Regions from separate parts of the Macaca mulatta genome. Here region 1 is linked to region 2. The links are chromatin contacts, called in public Hi-C maps. All regions are on one chromosome and are shown on one strand. The core of a region is the stretch at or near the end of the contact, and the rest is flanking DNA. Distances in the headings are between cores, read along the strand shown.

Region 1 (4,494 bases), core at 526-3,025, 65 kb before region 2:
GTTACAAAGACTCATGGGTTCCCGGCCACGGAGCCTGAAGTCAGTCCTATAACTGTTTGGATTCCAACTGAGGCTTGAATACAGGTTCAGCTCCATCTCTACTTCCAGAAGAGCATTCTGGCAGTAAGGTGATGGCAGATTGTAGGGCGTCTGGCTGGAGGGAGGGAGACCTATTGGGAGGCAGTGGCAACAATTCAGACGAGCAGGTGGTGGCCAGGACAAGGGCTGGCATGGGTGACATAAGAGTTTGAGAGGAACTGAGAAGGAAGAAGGGCATGGCATAATTGGCAGAAGAAAGCAACTGTGGGAAAGGGAGGAGGTAAAGGTGATGCTCAGGTTTCTAGATCAAGGAATAGGGTCTCCAGTTGTCCCCTTCAGAGAGGTGAGAAATCCAGATTTGGGTGGAATCTGAGTTCAGTTTTTTGTTTGTTTGTTTGTTCAGACTGAGTCTCTGTCACCCAGGCTGGAGTGCAGTGGTGCGATCTCAGCTCAGTGCAATCTTTGCCTCCTGGGTTCAAGTGATTCTCCTGCCTTAGTCTCCGAGTAGCTGGGATTACAGGCGCCCGCTACCACGCCCGGCTAATTTTTATATTTTTAGAAGACACGGGGTTTCATCATGTTGGCCCGGCTGGTCTTGAACTCCTGACCTCAGGTGATCCGCCCACCTTGGCCTCCCAAAGTGCTGGGATTACAGGCGTGAGCCACCGCGCCCGGCCCTGAGTTCAGTTTTAAGGACACAATTAGAGGTGCCCACAAGATGTTCAAGCAGGGAAGCTGCTAGATACCTTAGATTCGCTCATTCACCTACGTGGATGAATTACACAGCCAGGCTCCCTGGCCTTGGGAGAGTCCTTCTGATGGGGAGACAGATGATAAGCAAATAACTGAAGTAATGGAAAAGGGACAGTTCATGGAAAGTGTTGTGAAGGAAGAAAACAAGAAGGCCCGGGAGAAGGGGACTGGAGGTCTCCCCAAGGGTGCGTTCGCTAGAGGAGGCCTCTCTAGGTGGACTGCGGGTAAGAGCAAAGGGGACATAAGGGGGAAAAGCATTCTAGGGAACAGCAGGTGCAAGGACCTGGAGACGGCAGAGGGGCTGGTGAGACAGGTGTCCAGGAGGAGGCCCGGGCTGTCCCTCGGGGGAGTGGGGAGAGTCGTGGGGCTGGAGACGGAGGGGCTGGGTCCCTGCAGGAGCTCACAAGCCACAGTGGGGAGCAGAAGCATTACGCTGAGTACAGTGGGAGCCACTGAGAAGGTTAAAGACCCCCGGGGGTGCTGAGTGGCAAGGGGCTGTGGGAGCTGGAGCGGACGGACGCAGGGAGACCAGTTGTAAGGCGAAAGCAGGAGGCCAGGCAAAAGAGAATATTCCAGTCTGTATCTAAGACTTAACTTTTCACATACACAACACCCTGCACCCCTGTCAGAGCCTCCGGGGTCTTCATGAGAGCGGTTTATCACGGTTCACTTAAACCCTCTTACTGTTTCAGCAAACACCTTCTCCTCAGCCTGCTCAACCCCTCTGCTCAACCAGAGTGGGCCCCGCAGGAACAAGTGGGGACCAGAGCCCTGCTCAGGTGAGTGGTGGGACCCGGCCTGTTCCCTTGAGCCCAGGCTTCTCTGGCTCAGAGCAAAGCCCCCGGGTGCTGGGATTCTCTCTCTGCTCCCACTCCCTGGATGTGAGCTTTTAAGGACGATTCCTCACTGCGGCCTCTGCCCTTTGTACTAAGCGCCAACACGCATCGCGGCTCAGCAAATGCGCGCGCAGTGGACAGACGGAGGGGTGACTCCTCCCTGAGCTGAAGGCTGCGGCGACGCAAATAAACAGCATAGTTCCTGCTCTCCATGAACCTGGCGCTGCAAACGTGGGCAAACCACACCAAGAGACGCCAGCAACCGAAATATAGGGAGAAAAAAAAAGGTGCCCTGGACACCAGGCTAGATCTCTCCTGCAGGCTCGAGGACTGCCCGGAGTGGGCGGCGTTTTCTCGGGGCCTGGGAAGAATGAGCGGGTTTCAGCGGGCGTCTTTTGGGTGACTGCCCGTCTCGGCTTCCCCTGACCCCGTAACAGAGCGGAAGAGGCCCAGAGACGCCAGAGGAGGGGCATCAGCGGACACTCAGGCCGAGAAGCTCTGACTCCGGGTGTCTGCAAAAATGACCGGATGCAAGAATGTCGCCTAGAACCAGCCAGCTTTCCGACCTCTCAGGTCATGGGCTCACTCCAAAGAAACGAAGGGAGAGTGACAGAAATAAAAACAACGAAAGCCGGGTTGAAGCCTCTAGGTGGGTCTCCGCTACCGACTGATTCAGCCGGTGGGGCTAGAGGAGGTTCCTATAAGCGCGGTCCCCCCTCCCCGCACCGAGTCCGAACCCCGCCCTGGGATTTCCCCAGGCGCCGCCGCCGCCGCCGCCGCGCCGCCTTCTCCGCCCCGCGCGCCCCCGCGACCTTTCCCTTACTTTCCAGGGCCTCAGGCCCCGCCCCTCTCTCCGACCAAAACACGTGCCGCGTCCCGCCCTGCCCGATCACGCCGCGGCCAGGCTCCGATCACGCGGCCCCCCGCGGCGCTCATTGGCCGGCCGGTCACGGGCCCGGTGCGAATTGGCTGGCGGCGGCAGGCCCCGCCCCGACGGGGGGCGCGGTGTATTTTGGTTCGCCTCCGCGCCCCGCCCCGCCGGCCGCTCCCTCCGCAGCCGCCCCGCCCCTCCCGCGCCGCGAGGGCCGCGCCGGGGCAGAGCCGCGCGGGCGGGCGAGGCGCGTGCCGGCCGCAGAAGCTCCGGGTAGCCGCCACCGTCGCCCACCGCGCACGTGCGGCCGCTGCTGCGCCGACCTTACGCCCCGCGGCCGCTTTGTTGCTCCCGGCTGCCCGGCACGATGCACACGCCGGACTCCGCGGGCCCAGACGACGCGCGCGCAGTGAGTAGTGGGGCTGCCGCGGCTGGACTACTCGTCTGAGCGAGGGGCGAGGCGGGGGACGCGGTGCGGGACCCGCGGGCCTGTGAAAGCGGGAGGTGGGGCCTGCGGGTCCTCGCTGCGGCCGCGCCGGTGGGGGCCTGGGCGGGCTTTGGAGCCGGGCGGGGCGGCGGCCGCGCGGGGCGCGCCCGGGTCGGCTGGGGCGAGGAGGGGGCGTGTGCCCCGCGCAGCTTTGTCTTGCGCTTCCTGGGCGGCCCCGCCCCGCTGGCCCCGCGGCTATTTCCAGCCATGACGTCACCCTGGTCCTGTGAGCCGAACGGCCGTTGGGTGGGGGAGCGGCTGGCGGGAACGCGGCACGCGGCCGTGGGGGCGGGGCAAGAGTTGCTGGCGGGGACGCGACACGGTCCTGGGGGCGGGGCAATAGCGGCTGGCGGGAGTGCCGCTCGGCCCTCGGGGCGGGGCAAGGTCCGGGGGCCCGGGCAACGACGGGAGGCGGAAGCGCGGCACGACCCGGGGGGCGGGGCAACGCCTGGAGGCGGGAACGCGGCACGCGAGCGTTGGGGGCCCTAAGCGTCGCGACCCGGGGACTTCGGGGAGGTATCCGTGGACGTGGGCCGAGTGTGGGCCTCGTGGTGTGCGGGCACTGTGGGCCGGGCCCCTTCCCGTCCGTGTGGTGAGCGGGCCTCGGCGCCGGGTTCTGTGACTTCACAGGGGGTTTGGTGGCGCAGCCTGCGGGACAGAGGCTGGGGATTTGAGGTGGCCTCGTCTTGTTTGATCTCGGGGAACCTGGGCAGAGGGAAAGTTTTGATGTTTTGGTGCATGGCAAATTGAGAGGAAACGTGTATCTTCGTACATTTAACGTTTCCTTTCCTTTTTCTTTTTGAGACGGTCTCTCTGTCTGTCTCCCAGGCCGGAGTGCAGTGGGTGCGCGATCTCAGCCCCCGTAACCTCCCTGGGAGGGAGGGATATTACTCCCTTTCAGAGTAATATCACCTTCTCACCCCCGGATTAGTTTTCTTTTGGAAGAGATCAGCTCATTCCAGCCTCTTCCTCCTCCTCCCCTTCCAGATTAAAGAGACGGTCTGTAATCCCAGCACTTTGGGAGGACGAGGTGGGCGGATCACCTGAGGACGGGAGTTCGAGACCAGCTTGACCAATATGGGGAAAACCCCTCTCTATAAAAAATATAAAAATTAGCCGAGTATGGTGGTGGGCGCCTGTAATCCTGCTAGTAGGGAGGCTGAGGCAGAAGAAGCGCTTGAACCTGGGAGGCGGAGGTTGTGGTGAGCCAAGATAGTGCCACTGCACTCCAGCCTGGGCAACAGAGCAAGACTCAGTCTCAAAAAAACAAGGCTGGGCGCCTGTAATCCCAGCACTTTGGGAGGTCAGGGCGGGTGGATCGCCTGAAGTCAGGAGTTGGAGACCAGCCTGGCCAACATGGTGAAACCCCGTCTCTACTAAAAATACAAAAAATTAGCCAGGCATGGTGATGGACGCCTGTAATCCCAGCTACTCGGGAGGCTGAGGCAGGAGAATCGCTTGAACCCGGGAGATCAGGAGTTCAAGACCAGCTTGACCAACATAGCAAA
Region 2 (4,356 bases), core at 1,852-4,351:
TGGTTGTGGTGCTACTGTGCCGTGCTACATTAAGAATGCTGGGCTGGGCGCAAGGGCTCATGCTTGTCATCCCAGCACTTTGGGAGGCTGAGGTAGAAGGACAGCTTGACCCAGAAGTTTGAGACCAGCCTGGGCAATATAGCGAGATCTCATCTCTCTCTCTCTCTCTCTCTCTCTATAATATATATTATATATATATTATATATTTTATATATAATATATATAATGTAATTGGCAGTTCATATTAAAGTTTTTGAGAGTCTGGAATTCTGGAGTTAGTCAGACCCGGGTTCAAATCCTAGCTATATTATCACTTATGAAGTCTTCTTGCCAATAACTTTTAGCCTAAGTCTAATAACGACCACTCCCCACCTGCCTTTTTTTTTTTTTTTTTTTTTTGAGACGGAATTTCATTCTTGTTGCCCAGGTTGGAGTGCAATGGTGTGATCTCGGCTCATTGAAACCTCTGCCTCCTGGGTTCAAGCAATTCTCCTGCCTCAGCCTCCCAAGTAGTGGGAATTACAGGCGCCTGCCACCACATCTGGCTAATTTTTGTATTTTTAGTAGAGATGGGGTTTCCCTATATTGGCCAGGCTGCTCTCAAACTCCTGACCTCAGGTGATCTGCCTGCCTCAGCCTCCCAAAGTGCTGGGATTACAGGCGTGAGCCTCCAAGCAGGGCCTAATAAAGCCTTTTCACCTAACTTCCAGTGTAGAGTCCAGGGGTCAGGAAAACAAGTTAATTGACACCGTGAATAAACAATCAGGCAAATGTAGGATGTGGGACATTCTACAAGAAAACTGGCCTGTACTTCAAAGCCAATGTCGTGGGGAAAAGAAGTGGAAGAGCTTTATTAAGAGTCTAAAGCAACATAATAACCAAACGCAATGCATGTACTTAATTAGATCCTGCATAAAAAAAGTAAATCCAAAAAACTATGAGACATTTTTGAAACAATTGGAAAAACAGGAATATGGACTGGATATTAGGTGATACTGGAGTATTGTTAGTTTTCCTAGGGATAAATGTGGTATTGTGGTGATGTTAGAGAGTGTCCTTATTTTTAGGAGCTGAAACGTTTAGGGGTAATGGGTCATGATATCTATCACTTTCAAATGATCCATAAAAAAGCATAAGCCTCACACACCCACAGAGGGGGTGTCTGCCATATTTGCCATGAGGCAAATATGGCAAAATAGAAACAGCTGTTGAATCCTAGGTAGTGGGCGAATGCTAGCAATCGTTCCATTATTCTGTATGTTGAAAACATTCATAATAAAAAGTTAGGGTAGAAACGTTCTGCTGTGCAGTTGTGCTGTGCGACCTTGGGCAGTTTCCTTGCCTCTCAGGTCTTCATTTCCTCACCTATGAAACGGGGTTAAAAATACCAACCCCGGTGGGACGGTGGCTCACGCCTGTAATCTGAGCATTTTGGGAGGCCAAGGCGGGTGGAGGGCTTGAGCCCAGGGGTTCAAGACCAGCCCGGGTGACATACCGAGAACCCATCTCTACAAAAAATTTAAAAATTAGCCTGGCAGAGTGGTGCATGCCTGCAGTCCTAGCTACTTGGGAGGCTGAGGTGGGAGGATCGCTTGAGCTCGGAAAGTTGAGGCTGCAGTGAACTATGATGCAGCCACCAGCCTGGGCAACAGAGCGAGACCCTGTCTCAAAACAAAAAAACCAAAAAACTAAAACAAAACAAAACAAAACAAAAAAAACCCAGCCTCACACGATCCAGGTGCCCAGAGGCTGTGGGTGCTGCAGCCGTAATTATTATTATGACCACCTTCGGCACGGCGTCTGGTACACAGTGAGTGCTGAGCTCCCCGGGCCGCGGTTTTTCCACCCTAATGGTGGACAGGTAGGAACAGCCTTTTGGAAGTCGCGCTAACCTTGGCCAGGGACCTGCAAACCTGTCCGGGCTGGGGGCGTATGAGCGGGAGAGCGCGCAGCGGAAACGGGGCGGGGCACCTGAGGCTGGGAATGCAGAGGAGCCTTCCGGGGAACGGGGCGGGGCCTCCCGTGCAGACCAATGGTGTAGATGCAGATGTCAAAACGCGCGCTCAAGTGGCTCCCGCCAGGAATCCCGGGGCTTAGGGAGGCGGAGGGAGGATCGCTTGAGGCCAGGAGTTTGAGATCAGCCTGGGCAAACAAGCGAGACCCTTGTCTGTTCACTTAAATAAAACCAAAAAAACGAGCACCGACGGAAAAAGGAGTAAATCCCGGCGCTAGCAGCAGCCCGGCGCCTGCGGCGGCGGCGGCGGGCGCCCTCCCGGGAGTGGCTGCTTTGCCCGACCCCCCAGAGGCGGAACCTTCCGCATTGCCGCGTGGCCGTGGGCGCCGCCACCTCCGCAGCGGGGCAAAGATGCCGGACCTGGAGGGAGGAGGGCCACGCCGAGATGACTCAGGTTCAGCGCGGGAGGGGAGGATGGCGACTTCACCTGGCCTCTAACACGTACGCATCTTTCCGCGCCTTCTACAATGGCTGTTAATTACGTGGCCAGGAACTAAACTGTAAGTGAAGCCACCTCTGGCTATTTCAGTTAACAGTGAGTTTAACAGGAGCAAAAAAGCACGTGGCGCCGTAGGGCAACCAAAACCAGGGCTTTAGACGTTGATTATGGGACATTGAAATCTGAGTTGAGTATTACACCAAGAAATTATAATTTTGTTAGATAATAGCTTTATCAGCCATAAAGTAATCAATAAAAATACCAATTTCCTGGAGATGGATGCTTTAGTGTGTTTGGGGGTGAAACTGGCAATGGATGGCAAGTTGCTTTAAACAAATCATGCTACACCAAAGTTTTGGTTGTGGCTTTGTGTAAGGAATGTGATGGTCACTTATCCCTGCAACACGAGAATACTTTGAATACAAGTCCGTAGTACTTTTAAGAAATGAGAGAAACAGACCTAGATGGGGAGGGTATCTGTCCAACCCCACCCTCTATAAAGTATCTAGAAAAGGCTTTGTAAAAAGTCCCGAGTCTCTCAATAACAGCCCTGAGTGCAGCTGTTGAAGCTTTCTCAGGTTAATGATTTCTTCTTGGATCTTAAAGTTTCTTTCTCTTCCTTTATTTTTGGCATTTTGCCGTTGCAGGGCCTGGCAAATCGGAAAGCCACATAGACAATTAAATGAAAGCTGTTGCTAAGTTCCAGGCTCTACCTCAGTGTTTTCAAACTCCTCTTCAGCATATTTGATGCCCAATGAGTAGTACATTAAATCCTAGTTCTAAAATCATTCTGTGAACTTTCTCCCAGGAATTTTTGCTCAGTTTGCAATTAAAACAAGTTTTTTTTTTCTTTTTTTAATGGGGGCGGGGTCTCACTATGTTGCCAAGGCTGGTCTCCAGCTCTTGGCCTCAAACAATCCTCCTGCCTCGGCCTCCCAAAGTGCTGGGACTACAGGCGTGAGCCACCGCGCCCAGCCACAGTTTGCAATTCTTAAAGCAAGGGTGACAATAGGGGACAGGGGTCTGACAGGAGACAGGATTTCTGTGGAAAATTGCACCAAGGGCCTTCTCTCCGTGTCCTGGAGTTTGAAGGTTTACGAAGGACTGCACATTTTACATGAGTCATCTCAACGAATGCTCTCCTCACCACATTAACACCCCACGCGGTGACGAGTCCCATTTTACTCAGGGGGACGCCGAATCTGTAAGAAGCCTGGTCGCATGTCCCAGTCACAACAAAACGAGCCGCGGGGCTCAGCAGCCCTAACTTTTAGGCTGTAGGGTCCTCGCCGACCACCCCGCCCAAATGTCAGGGCTCGGGGCCCTTGCACTCCCACCCCAGGGACACAGATCGAAAGGGTCGCAGCAACGCCTCCCCCGACCCAGGAGCGTCTTCCAGGCCTTTGCACCAACCTCGTTGGCAAAGTCTCCTGCCCTGCGGCGGCGCGGCTGGGAGGAGGCGCTTTTGGGAAGCGCGCCCGCGGGCTCCAATCGCTGCGCCTCACGCAATCCCAAACGGTTCCCGGGCGAACCGGGGCCCGCGCGCGCCAACGCCGCCGAGACTCTCAGGGACTGCGGTCCTGGTCCCGTGGGACCTGTGGAGGCCCGGGCGGCGGCGCCCCCGACCCAGCCAGCGGACGGAGCGGGGGGAACCGGGAGGTCCCGGGGGGCGTCCACGGGGGTGTCCCCGGTGGTCCCCGGAAGGCGCCGGCGGAGGCTCCCGCGCTGCGCTTGAAAATCGCGCGCTGTCCCGCGGCCAGCCTGGGTGGGGTCAAGGTGCAGCCAATGGAAGGGTCGGGGGCACGGCACAGCCAATGGGAAGGGCCGGGGCGCCAAAGCGAATGGGAAGGGCCGGCACGGGAGATTTAAAGGCTGCTGGACCGAGGGGTCGCCCGTGCTTCGC

Evidence for each region. Hi-C and Micro-C count contacts between places; a contact is called where the count stands out from the background.
Region 1: a Hi-C map of CD4 T cells shows a contact between it and region 2, with 2.0 times the contacts expected there. The contact joins the promoter of KLF11 here to the promoter of RRM2 in region 2. A contact is called at or near these places in 2 of 14 Hi-C or Micro-C datasets (CD4 T cells and fetal cortex germinal zone).

The regions. Positions count from the first base shown.
Region 1 is chr13:114,765,800-114,770,293 of T2T-MMU8v2.0, reverse strand. KLF11 (KLF transcription factor 11) reads left to right here and starts at 1,775. Exons shown (of 4, transcript XM_015111689.3): 1 at 1,775-2,277.
Region 2 is chr13:114,702,491-114,706,846 of T2T-MMU8v2.0, reverse strand. It overlaps RRM2 (ribonucleotide reductase regulatory subunit M2), which reads left to right and starts at 3,101. Exons shown (of 14, transcript XR_013403056.1): 1 at 3,101-4,356.